Regions from separate parts of the Gossypium hirsutum genome. Here region 2 is linked to region 1. A link is a contact called in public Hi-C data. All regions are on one chromosome and are shown on one strand. The core of a region is the stretch at or near the end of the contact, and the rest is flanking DNA. Distances in the headings are between cores, read along the strand shown.

Region 1 (6,761 bases), core at 2,292-4,791:
CTTATGTCAAACTTATTTATACATGCTTTTTTTCTCTTCATGTATTTGACATTATGGATCTATTTGTCAGAATTCATAAATTAAAGCTAGTCCAAGATTGTAAATTTATGGTTTATGGAATTTTCAAAGCTCTGTCTTACAGGACACGCATCGAAGTGCAGTAATAGTTTTTGGTGCTTTGATAGCAAAGGTTTAAATATTTCACATTTTGCATTGTTATTCTCCTTTTTATTTTCTAATGTATATTCTAGCTTAATAATTGAGTATTATTATATATTTAATTTAATTTATTTATTTATAAATAAATCATTGTAATATATGTAAAAATAATTTAAAATATAAATTTATTAATATATGTAAAAATAGCTTTTCCAAAAAATATTTTCAGGTAATCTGCCAAACAACAGAAAATATTTTACACAGATTCATCCAAACACTAGAAAAGTAAATCATTTCCAGAAAAGTAAATCATTTTTCAGAAATCATTCTCCAGAAAATATTTTATTAGCAAACAAACGGAGCCTAAATAACAATTCAATTTTTTTTTGAATAAAAACAAGTAGTTATGTACAGTTTTTCCTCATTATGGCTCCACAGTTTCATCAATTTTAATTTCTTTCAATAAATATTTCAATAAATATTTCAAATTATGTTTTTCTTTTAAAGTGACATTAAGTGATATAAAAATAAATCAAAATTGTAAAAAAAACTTAACTAATAATTATTTGAATAGAAATTATTTTTATATAATTTTAAATATAATTATTTTATAAAAAAATATTTTCATCCTCCCGGTGTGAATAAATTCTAGTGTTTCTTAAGGCATTTTAAAAATATATAAACGTGTTTATATTTAAGTACGTATCATTTGCTTATGCATTCCATGTACAAGACTGACTTAGAAATGGTGGTCTATATAAATGTAAGTATGTGTCCACTTTATTTCATAAAAAAATAAAAAATATTGTGCTTTCTTCTTCTTCTTTTTTTTTTTTTTTTGTATATTTGCATTTCTTTAATATTATTATTTGAATTTTATTTTGTTTTAAGTTTAATTCACAATATTATTATTTCTGTCTACAAAAGTGTCTCATTCTATAACAGTTTATCATTCTTAGAGAGCCTTATTATAATAGAACACAGTGATAGTGTATGTAAGATTGGAATTCGAGATGATGAACAGTTTATTAGAGATAGCCTATAACTTAACTTTTTCTGTATCATTAATGTGGCAGGTCTCTTGGAAGTGGTTTCTTAGTTTATTAGAGATCATCGTCAGGTTGATTTGATGATAACAATGCTACAATATAATTTTTTAACAGTTTGATCAAAGTGATGCATCTTTAATTTATTTTTAAAATCTTCCAGTGTTGTGGTTATTGCCATTTTATCTTTCACCTTTTTTAAGATTATTCTGCGGCCATAACATCTGAGCATCAATTCTTAGTGTCTTATTCATCATTTGTATTATGTATCATGTGTTTGTATTCTTATTGTTTATGGTGGTAAATGAAAATATATATAGTTGGAATGTGAAGAGGAATAAGTTTTGCATGTAAAAGGAGTTCATTTTTTATACCTTTTTTTCTGCTTTTCAAAATGCAAAAGAAAGAAATGAACAGTGACAGAATTTAACATAATTTCATAAAATAATATATTTTAACAATTTAACATTATATACCAAAATTAAACAGATGTACAAGAGTTTAGACTTAAGGAGGTACTTACAAAACATGTTGCACTCTTTTACCTACAGAAGACATTGCTTCCCTCTCGGAGGGTCTACAGAGGAATTCATGCTCACACACTGAGGGCATAACTGGTCGAATGCTGCCGGGGTTTAACGGAAAAAGCATCCGGTAATACCCATCCATAATTTCCAGAAAGTTGCAAGTGGCGGCTACCTTCGGAATCTGATAAGAAGCACAACATTACAGTTCTACGTACTGCAGATTTTAAATCAGAAAACCTTAACAAAAACAGAATCCTAATCGATGCTATTCTTCGCCCCTAAACAGACTTATAGTGAGTGATACAAGATGCTCTACACAAGCATTACCAACTAAATTCACTGCCCAAATATGGAGAAACAACAAGGTCTTCTAGGCCAAGTTAAGCTAAAGCAGAAGTAGAAATGAAAATGATCTACATTTCATAACTGAGGATTTTTTTGAACTGCCAAGCAACCTAAAATCACCTTATTCTTTCACATTAACTTGCGGCTTGAGCTTAGTTGGAGTGGTTAAAGTGCAGTGGGTTCGAAAATTTAGACATATATGTATATGATTGTTTACAGCTATGATCTGAACAATTTCATAACATTTAACCATGCGGTACCTGATAAACATCGCGCATGTAAGCGTGAAGGTTGGTATACTCGAGCAGCTTTTTCTTCGTACATTTGAACAAAACATTATAGACAAGATCAAACCTAATCAATGTAGTAAACAAGCAAATATCCGCAAGAGTCAATCTGTCTCCACACAAGTAGCGTGAACTACCCAAGTGATCATCGATCCTAGCCAATGTACTAAACAAACCACTCACCGCAACATCATATGCCTCTTGGCTTTGAGCAAATCCACATCTACAACATCATCCAAATCATACTCAAACAAACTAGGGTAATTTATGCAACCATAGAAGTTTTAAACGTTAAAAGTAATTTTATCAAGCAAAGTTTTCAAAATTTCTTTTTACCTGTAAACTCCATTGTTAACATTGGGGTAAATCACCCGATTCCACTCTTCAATCTCCTCTTTCAGCTCCAAAGGGGAGAGATCCAAACCAGGGTGCTGGGCCAACTCGTTTAGACCCGAATTGAAGAACTCAATAATATCATAGCTCTCATTGCAAACTACTTCTTTCTTCTCTACATCCCACAGCATTGGCACCGTGGCCCGCCCATCATACCCGCCTTTTCTTAGCCTATAAACTTCCTTCAAATTCCGGCACCTATTTACCCTATCCATGGTAGGAACCAGGATATCATTGTCCTTGTCGGGGACATCTTTGAATTCCCAAGAGCCGTCGAGACCGTGGCCTGCGACGGAGACGGGGACGGCTTCTTCGAGGCCCTTGAGGGCACGGACGATTAGGGTCCGGTGGGCCCATGGACAGGGGAGGCCCACGTAGAGGTGAAGTTTGGTGGTTGCGGCGGTTGGGTTGAGGCGGAATTTTGAGGGAGGCCTGGTGTAAGCGCCGGAGGGATCGGAGGGAGCCAGTTGGGACATCATGATCTGCCACGTGGAAGTCCATGCTGTACGGACGGTTGAGATTAGAATTCCAGGAGGGAGGGATGCGCCCCAGAGCAGCTGGGAGACGTTTTTTATTAGACTGAAACCATTTGTGCTACCGCTGTTGTTATTAGTAGCGCTGTCGTTCAAGAACATTCTAGGGCTGACGTGGGATGCCAATTTTAAGGTAGTTTTGGGTGGAGAGTGCAACAGCAGGTGAGAGCTGGGCAGCGAAATGCAATGCATTGCTTTGTTTCTTTATTAAGTTCTGCAACTGTTTTCATTATTTTTATTTTTATTTATAATTATCTTTTTAGAGGAAGAACGGAGGAGAGGATATCATTCTCGGCTCGATCTCCTTTAAATAAAACGCTGCGTTTTGGTTTAAGAAAGTGAAAACCTGAATCAGTGTAGCCAAATAGTCCAAAAATCTCAAGTAAAGCCCTAGGCCAGCGTATATAATGAAGCAGCAGCCCTTTCTCAAGAAAACAGATATTTGCAAACGGCGGAGCGGATCAGAGCCGTTCAAGAATGTCGAAGCGAGGTAAACATTTTTCCTTCATTTTCTCTCACTTTCCGATTCTCCAACCAACACCCTCGCTGGTCTCGACGTTTATTTTTCTTTTCATTTGCAACAGGAAGGGGAGGTAGTGCGGGGACAAGTTCAGGATGTCACTGGGTTTGCCGGTGGCAGCGACGGTGAACTGCGCAGACAACACGGGAGCGAAGAACCTCTACATCATTTCTGTGAAAGGAATCAAAGGTCGTCTCAACAGGCTTCCATCGGCTTGTGTCGGCGACATGGTCATGGCTACCGTCAAGAAAGGAAAGCCAGATTTGAGGAAGAAGGTGTTGCCAGCTGTCATCGTCCGACAGCGGAAGCCTTGGCGTAGAAAGGATGGCGTCTACATGTACTTCGAAGGTCCAAACATTTCCTCTTGTCTCTTCCTTTTTTTTCTTCATCTTTGTTGCTTCGTTTGATAATGGGGTAGCTGGTTTCAATCGTTGGTTACTCTTAATGAGAAGCATAGAATTATGGGAATTTGCCAGTTCTAAACAGCATGATGTTGTTTATCTATTGCATTGTGTTACCTGTCTGCTGGTATATTTGATATAGTTATTACTTATTACATATTACTATTATTTATTTGCCTTACCTTTCAAAATGTAATTTGGGTTTATTATCTGTTTACAGATAATGCTGGTGTCATTGTCAACCCCAAAGGCGAAATGAAAGGTAAACCAACTCACTTCATCGTGTTCATTATATCTAGTTATAAATTACAAGTTTTCAACGAGTACTTGTGGGGCTCTAAACTTCAGATGTTTATCTTGTTCTTATCGCTTTTTAAATGTTCCTTTTCCTGTTTGCTATGGTTCTATTGCTCTTGCCTTGTTAGAATTGAGATCAAGTGAAGATTCCTGAAATTTTGCTATTGGTAATACCATAATTCTGAAACGAACACGCCTTTGTGCCTATTCTAATTTCTGCCCTTAGTAAAAATTATGTTACATCTGGGTGTGGTTGAGAGTGATGTATAAAGGCGTGTGTCCAATATTGATAGTGGGAAGAAACATAGGTTAGTGCAATACTTAAGAAAAATCAGTTGTCTTTTGTTGGCTTGTTACGCTATTCATCTGTAGCTAAGTGGCAGAAAGTGTTACTTTGTTGGATTGGTATTTGGAACTTACTGGTGCACATTGATTTGGTGTTTTCAGGATCTGCTATCACTGGCCCCATTGGAAAGGAATGTGCTGATCTGTGGCCTAGAATTGCAAGTGCTGCCAATGCTATTGTTTGAAAGATTTTCACGGTTTTTGTTTGACATTGTAGTTTTAATGTCATCTTTCTATTACTTATAACATGTTTCTGAGAGGTTTTGGCGAAACGGTAGTGACCCTGTAAACTTATTTTCTTATATCTAGTTGTCTAAAAACTCATTTTTAATTATTTTCTGTACATGCTTTATTTATGTTTTTAAGCGTAAGCAAGGCGACTGATCCCTCTCAATGATATCTAGCCACGTTGATCTTGTTGCAGTCCATGGTAAAAAGAACTCACCCATTGTGACTGCATGATACCCTATAGGAAGCTCATCGAACTTCAGTTATAACACATTACCAGCTTCTTCACATTCCCAGGGAAATATTCAATAGAATCTACCAAACAGCCAGACCTTGAATACATGCAAATTGATGTGCTTATTGTTGCCGACTGTGAAACAATAACTTTAATAACATCCTGGATCAGGATGTTACTGAGGATAAATCTTGATATTGTACATGATCTAATGTTAAATGTTATGAATTTTTTATTTGTACAATTTTAAAAATTGAATTTTTTTTTGATTTAATTTTCATAAATTGTTAATATCATCCATATATAAAATAATGAATTGATACATTTAAATCAATATTAAAGATTACAATTATTCACGTTGTTATTATTATTATTATTTTCTTTAAAAAATGGCACCCAATAAAAGTTTGTGATATAATATAAATATCGCCTGATGCTTTTTAGGTTTTGATTGTGCTGTTAAAATTGAGGATTTGAAAATTTGAGTTAATGTTTGTAATAATTGATTTTGATTAGAAAAAATAAAGCCCGTTTTTAAGAGAAATGAAGTTTTGAGGTATGCTACCTAGAAATGAGAGGTGGGTTTGCTTGCAGTCGAGTAAGGAGCCTTCTCAAAGGCTCGTTTTGTGAGGCCTCCTCGGAGCGGACAAACGTAACACCCGATCCTTGCGACAAAGACCCGACTGGTAACAGTAGCAAGTCCATATATGTTGCGGCCCTCAATTTAAAGGTTATTTTATCAAAATGACCCAAATAATATAAATAATTATAAAAATGACTTAGGTTCAAAAATAATTATCGAAATGACTTAAAATGAACAGTAAAATGTGGTTGAGGGGATTTAATGGCCAGCACTACCTTGATTTTAGACTCAACCATTGCTTGATGATTGTGTCAGGCATAAAAAAAAATTAATTTTTGAGGTTGGGGAGACTTAATGACTGGCACTTGGGGTTTTTTTAAACAATATCATATTGGTATACATTTATATCAGTATTTGAAAAAAATTTGGTTGAAGGGATAAATGGTTGACGCCATTTTATAATATTTTTAAAAAAATTGATGCTAGTACATTGATGGCCGACATCCACTTTATCAAAAAAAAAATTCGGTTAGGGATACTAAATGCCCAGCTAGCCATGTGACGCTGGCCTAGAGTGGCATTGAGATGGCCGCTGTAAGGACTAGGCAGGCTTGCTGTGTCAAGCCATGCATGAGATGGCCAGCGTCAGCCCTGTCAATGGGGCTCCGGTCTTTTGGTGGCCGGCTTCAGGCCTGCACTGACGTAACCAACAGGCATGAGTCACGGTGCTCTCAGGTATTTTTTTCTTTTTTCCTCTTTCCTTTTTCCTTCTCCTCACCCCTAATGGTCCCCAATTATAAAACCCCTATTTGAACCCCAACTATCCCACCACCGCAAGTTTCACTCTCAACCATTGCTGATC
Region 2 (6,759 bases), core at 4,001-6,500, 190 kb before region 1:
ACTCCTAAACTGCACCATCTTTAAAGAGGTGCAATGATTTTTTTATACATTAATAACAACATAAAAATTACAAGTGAAAATGACTGAAAACCATACTGCTCCCACTTTCCCACTAATATTGTGTTATTCGACTGTGTGATAAATTGTACCAAAACAAACCCCAAAGCAAAAACATTGATAGATTTGCTCCAAACTTTTTTCTTCTTAAATTCTTTAAAATATTTAAATGACAGTAGTAAAAAGTTGAAAAGTTTTAACTATGACAACTAAAACTCAAATGGCCGTTCTAGAAGAGAGATAAAATTCATCCAAGTAGTATTTATACAACAAACACAAACTGCACTTCATACCTTGACGAAGACTTGCGTAGCACGCACAAGTGCATTATTAGCAAGATCCATGCTTCCACTGGCTTCCATACATAAAACATATCGTATCCAGTACTCAGGATAATTGGCACATGCTATAAGGCACCTTTCATATAATTTGACCACCTAATTCACAATTGAAAATATAAAAATTAGACAGAGATCTGGTGCAGCAAAACAATGAACAATGGATGATACAAAGCAGAAGGAGAAATGCATAAGAAATACTCCATTGTTGGAACAGAGAGGCCCCTCAAATATGATGGGACCCCCATTGCCTGACACATAAATGGTTAGGAAGACAAGAACACACCTGCAGGCATAACATTGGAACTTTAAAATATATAAAATGAATTCACTGTTCAATACATTACAAACCTAAAAATGTCCACTGAAAAAATGAGCGTTTGAAGTACTTAGCCTCAAAGAAACCAAATCGAAGGTCCATGCTTTAGTCTCAGTACATTTCCCGTTTTAAAAAGTTGCTTCACCCAACGATTTAGCCAATAAGGCAAATGATGCAGCAGATGTTACTTAACTGTAAGTCAATATATAACAAACAGGGCAACTGAACACTACGAACCATAGCTAAACTGAAAGATGGAAAAAACAAACTCAAATACCTTATTGAAGTCACCCTCTCTTTCTATAAAGTCCAGGTAGTTCTGCCAGTTTTCAAGCTCAGCAACATTGAGGGGCCGCACATGAAAGTAAGGCCTTCTGATAGCTGTTTCAAAACCAATGATCTTAGAATCGAGCTCTTTGGCCTTTTTATATAGCTCTTCTCTAATGGCAACATACTTCTCCAACTCTTCTGCATCTGTTGAGCCAGCAGTTAGAGGCTTCTGCATTTGTTCTGCAGCATCAGGATGAACCTCTCTTTCATTGACTAGGCCATCAGCCTCTGAAACTGGACCTGATACATTGGCAGCAGCTTCCTCAGCAGTTCCTAATTCTGACAAAGGTCGACTTCCAGCCAACTCTTTGAAACTGTAATACGATAGGCATCAAGGAATAATGAAGTTGTGGGAATAATAAGCAGAACAACATGATGCACTACTGCACAATTATCCATAAAATCACTATTTTAAAAGTTAATGAGAAAATGCATTTGCATTTTGAACTATCCTCTACCACCCCATAAACCTCACCCCCCACCCCAATATTCAAACTCGTCTCCAAGTTAAAAGTCCCAAATTTTCTAGTGTCTCCTTCAGGCCTACATATGCATTCTTTTAAATCAAAAGAAAAGTCACCAAACATTAACATTCAAACAATTAAAAAACAATGCTTCGGATGAGCATGTTGTAGCCTTGAAACAACCCTGAGCAATTGCTGCTAAGATTATACAATGTGAAAAAACAAGTTAAGAAAGGAAACCACTGCTACTTAAAATTCAATTAGTAAATAGAGGATATTGCACCATAGACTCCATTTAATATCTACTTTTGATACCAGAAGGAAAGAGATTTATCTTAAGATGCAGAGGCAAAAAAGGATTTAATGGATTGAAGTACAAATTTCGCAGAAATTGGTAGGTAATTTTTTTAAGAATAACGACTAAATGAACCATGATAACAAGGTTATTGCATAAGTTTGGCCAATCTCACTAGAAAACCTCAGATAAATGAAGGAACATGGTAAACTAATGTAACTGTGCCAATAACACGAACAGTTAAATATGAAGAGACACAAAATAGGCTTACCTGTTGAAATACCTATCTAGCTGTTGATTAGGGTTCTCAAATATTCTAGTATAAATAGCAGCAAGGCGACTCCACTCCTGGTGCATGTATTCATATTCAATGTACTTATCCCAAAGAGGGAAAGATAGATAATCAGTTCCAACATATGCTAATCCTCGTTCAAAAAGCCTGAAACACCATGGAGCAGAATAGTTATTACACATGAAAAACCATACAGCAGTGCAGACAAGTCAACAAACAGAAGACAGAGGGAACAATGTTAAAGATGAAGGAACAATTCAATCTAGACATGTACATATGCTGCATTACCTTCCAGGTAAAAATCAAATGTTTAAAATAGAGCAACGATTGAGGCCATATAGCTCTTAACTGGATGATATCTTCCTAAAAGCATTTTGCATATTGATGCACCTCAAATTATCGAGGTTAAAGTAATAACTCAAAGATAACTACGTGAAGTGTGAAGAGCTCAGGAACATGGTCAATAACCTAAAATTGTTTCAACGATCACCCATACATTAGCCTCAAAATTAAGGGAATAAACAGAAGGGGGGAAAAAGAATTACTAAATTATATCCCTATCAAACCTCTCTGCCATGAATGTAAGGAATTGCTGTTGAAGGCATACCAGAATAAAATTTGAAAGCAACAACAATCATCAGATTTACATAACTGAGAAAAGCATACAAGCATGGTCTCCTACTGCAAACCAGGAAGAAGAATGGGTAGATTAGCAGTTTTTACCTTCGGATGGTCTCTGGATCTCCATATGTTTCAATGGCAAAAGCACAATATAGCACCCAGATATCCACAGAATATGTCACTCCCTGAACTGCTCTTTCATAGACCTCCACAACTTTGTCCATGGAGCCTATGCGTGCTTCATGATCCGCATACTTTTTCCAATAACCATAACACAAAGGAAACTCAGCCAAGAAAGCATCATAAACCTTCCGAATTTTCAGTATATTGTTCTGCATATGGACAGATGAAAACTCAATTGGCAGACAAGATACGCAAACTTAGATAGAAAATTAATGAGGATAAGTTCATAACCTAGGAATTCAAATCAACGCAAAAACCCCCTAGAAAAGACAAAATTAACTGAAAGATGGGCGGTGATCTTGCCTCACCCCACTAAAAAATGTTCAACAAAATTACATGCGACTTTTGTTAATTTTCACAAAATTATTAAGGTGAACCACCAGTCCCTCCCCAAATAATATTCATTTTAAGCATATGGAGCCTCTTTTCAACTACATAGTCTCCACTAAACTATACAAAAATAAAGAAGGAAAAAAAATTAGATATTAGCTAGGCAACATATCACTGATTTAAATAGCACATGTGATATGGCATCACGATTGCTATTCTGCAATTTTTGCTCTCTCTGCCACCAATAACATAATTAACCATGATAAGAATCCATTATGTCCGTGGCTTAAAACACATGCACAGATGCAATTTAAACCCATGAAACAGATAACTAGCTCACGAAATTTCCAACATGTAAAAGATAACAAGTCTGTGAAATTGTTCCCATGCAACAAATTTTCATGCTCACATACCTCTGCAACCTTCTCTGTTTCCTCTATCAATGCAGTCCAAGCATTAAAATCCAATGAATTGGCTCTCAAAATACTCCATAAACGTTCTTCTTCAGCAGAAATGGTTGGTGCTAGATGTCAAAAATAAAAATAAAGAAACAATTGAGTTTCACATTTTCTAAAACTTAAACACTATAATAACAATAATAAAAGGGGAAGGTAAAATGTTGAATAAGATGCTTTTAATCAAAACTAAGTGTAGACTGCAGATGTCGAAAGAACAATAAAGAACAATCAACCACATCACGTTGATCAGGAACAAAGCTTAATGGCAGAGTGCCAAGAGAAAAAGGCTGTTTCTATGCTAACGGAGTTTCAAGTCATTATGGCATACAGTAGGCTTGTTAACTTGAGATACAAATAGCAGAAAAATAAATCAAAATATTAAAATCATTACCAAGCCCACTTCTTAGTGCCTTTGTGCATAACTGATATACATGACAAAATGCCCAAGAAAAACATACCAGAACCATCCACAAACTCTGGTGCGGCAGAAGCACCACCTAAATTATCAAAAGCATTTCCATTCTCAACTGTGGTTGCATTTCCTGCTGCATTAACAACATTTCCATTTAGAGGATAATTACAACCAGCAGCTTTTGATGCATCTGCTGCCCTATTTCCAACTGCAACAGCAGTCTCATCTGTTGCTCCACCAGCTGGCTTACCGTCATACATTTCACTGCTTTGACCTTCTTGACCAGCAGAATTTGGATGACCACCAGAAGCAGTAGGATATCCAGTAGCCTGGGAGGAGTAAGCGCCAGAACCAGCAGAATTATAGGCTGCTGAAGTATAATCCATCATTGCTGATGAGTCGGCAACTACTGCTTCACTATCTCCCATTCGAGGTCGGGAAATTAAACCTGGAGTATGCACACTCAAACTAACAACCAAGAGAAGAATTTCAAGTCATTATTTTACAGGGAAACAATACCAACCAAAAATTAACAAAAACTTTTCTCCATAAAAGAATTAACTAAACGCCTGTTTTCACTTCTAACTTGCTAATTTTTTACTTACTCGTACATACAAACAAATATACAGGGAAAAAACGTAATTTTTTTTTTAAAGAATGGTGGTGAATAACTGAACGGCCAAATTAAATAATTTATAAGTAGAACTAATAAGCAGGAAAAATAAAGTTGTTTATCGCAGAGAAAACTTCAATACAAAGTAAAAGAGTGCAACCTAAAAACTCCAAACTTCAAAACAAATCCCTAGCCAATCTTGAAACGGTTTCCGCAAACCAAAACCCTAAGTTGGAGGAATTGACACAGGGAGAAAAAGGAAAAAGGCTGGGTACATACCGGAAGGAGCAGCAGCCGGCGTCGTTTTGCGAGGCCAGTTCTGGATTCAACACTTTAGAGTGATTTGAGTTGGTAAAATTAGATGAGGTTTTCTTAGAAAGTTCTTTAAGAGTTTTGCACTTTTCCTTTTTTTCTTTTTTTCTTTTTTCTTGGTGAGAGAGAGAGAAACGAAGCAAAGAGAACGAATAGGAGAGAGGAAAGGTAGGGTAAGTGGGCGTGGCGGTTTTTATTCTTTGGGTTACGTGGAGGTGGAGGTGAATCTGGGCCGTTTATTGTTTTTGGGTGATGGCCGTTGCCTTTTTCAGGAGGGCTTTGGTGGTGCCAGGTGGCGGAAATTTAGGAACCTACATAACTGGGCCTGCCTTCTTCATTTTATGAACCAGATTCATAAATTTAAGTATAAATTATATAAACAGTCACTCAAATTACAGTCACTCAACTTTGAGTTAATTAATAAAATAATTGTTCAAGTTTCATTTCAGTCATTCAATTTTAAAAAAATAACAAAACAGTATTTTTAACTATTTTTCGTTACAGACGTAACGAAAAAATGACATGGCATTTAAGGGTGGATTAGCTGTTATTTAATAGTTCCTTTTAACCCTAAACAGCCTTGGACAGTCGAAGAAGAAGAAGAGGAGAAGAAGAGAAAAAGAAGAATAAGAGAAAATGGAATGAGATGAGACTAGTGCTCAATTGGTTGAGTCTACTGCACCAAGGGTTCAAAGAAGTTTTGCTGATTTTAGAAGTTCTCATGCCGATTCATTATATGCTACAACGTTTGTTATGTATATATATTCCTATCAATAAATACCATTTTTCCTCCATTTTTTTTCTTCTTCCTGAACTCTTTCTTTTCTTTCTCTTTTCCCTTTAGGTGAAAATCTAGGGGATTCCGCTATTGTTTTCTTTTCCTTACATATGATTACATAAGATAACATAATCTAGAAAAGACTTAATTGTTTTCCTATTATCACTAGTTTAGTAAAATATTAATTACTATTAGTAATAATAAATAATAAATAATATTAACTAGTATGTAATATTGCATGTTTATAAAGTTTGCATCAGTCAGCTTATACAACTCAAGTTGCAACGAGCTAGCATTACCACCTTCATTTAGAATTTAAGCAACTCAACCTCTCAATCCATATTGATCTTAGAAGAAATAATATTTTACTTTCAAAAGTAGACGTCTCATTTGATTAGCTTTCTTTTTAAAAACAGTTGTTGAGGAAACTACAAGCATTGTTGCACTAGCAGCAGAAACAGCAATAATAGCCACCTATGACTAAACCGGCGAGAGAAGAAGAAGATATAGGGGGGTTAGGCAAAGGCCATCGGGGAAATGGGCAGCCGAAATACGTGATCCTCACAAAGCAGCAAGAGTTTGGTAGGCACCTTTGATACTGCGGAAGCCGCCGCAAAAGCCTATGATGAAGCTGCTTTGAAATTCAGGGGAAGCAGGGCCAAGTTAAATTTTCCTAAACTTGTAAGGCTTGTTCTTCAACTATGCAGAACTTTCCCACTACCCAAACATCAATTTCTAGTTCTTTAACAACCCAGTTTTGGCCACCTTATTCAACGCCATTGCCATAGCTTTACTATTCCCAACATCTTCACAGCCCTATAGCTGATATGCTGAGAGATTACTGGCAGTACTCTTAGTTGCTATAGAGTTCTACTGATTTCCATGGACAAGAAGCTACCAGCTTGATGGAACAGATGATGTAATCGTCTCAGTTACCTAACTTTCAACACCCATTCC

Evidence for each region. A called contact is a pair of places that touch in the nucleus more often than the background predicts.
Region 2: a contact with region 1 is called in a Hi-C map of leaf, with 3 times the contacts expected there. The contact joins the promoter of LOC107952728 here to the promoter of LOC107952721 in region 1. A contact is called at or near these places in 14 of 34 Hi-C or Micro-C datasets (anther, fibers, hypocotyl and 3 more).

The regions. Positions count from the first base shown.
Region 1 is chrA07:41,106,326-41,113,086 of Gossypium_hirsutum_v2.1, reverse strand. LOC107952721 (glutathionyl-hydroquinone reductase YqjG) reads right to left here and starts at 3,541. Exons shown (of 4, transcript XM_016887883.2): 1 at 2,701-3,541; 2 at 2,338-2,587; 3 at 1,729-1,913. The coding sequence starts at 3,482. LOC121203930 (small nucleolar RNA snoR137) reads left to right here and starts at 4,204; the gene lies at 4,204-4,346. It also overlaps the pseudogene LOC107952723.
Region 2 is chrA07:41,298,382-41,305,140 of Gossypium_hirsutum_v2.1, reverse strand. LOC107952728 (pre-mRNA-processing factor 39) reads right to left here and starts at 5,250. Exons shown (of 18, transcript XM_041118079.1): 1 at 4,992-5,250; 2 at 4,146-4,567; 3 at 3,643-3,752; 4 at 2,819-3,048; 5 at 2,075-2,242; 6 at 992-1,358; 7 at 871-906; 8 at 790-869; 9 at 597-681; 10 at 351-494. The coding sequence starts at 4,527.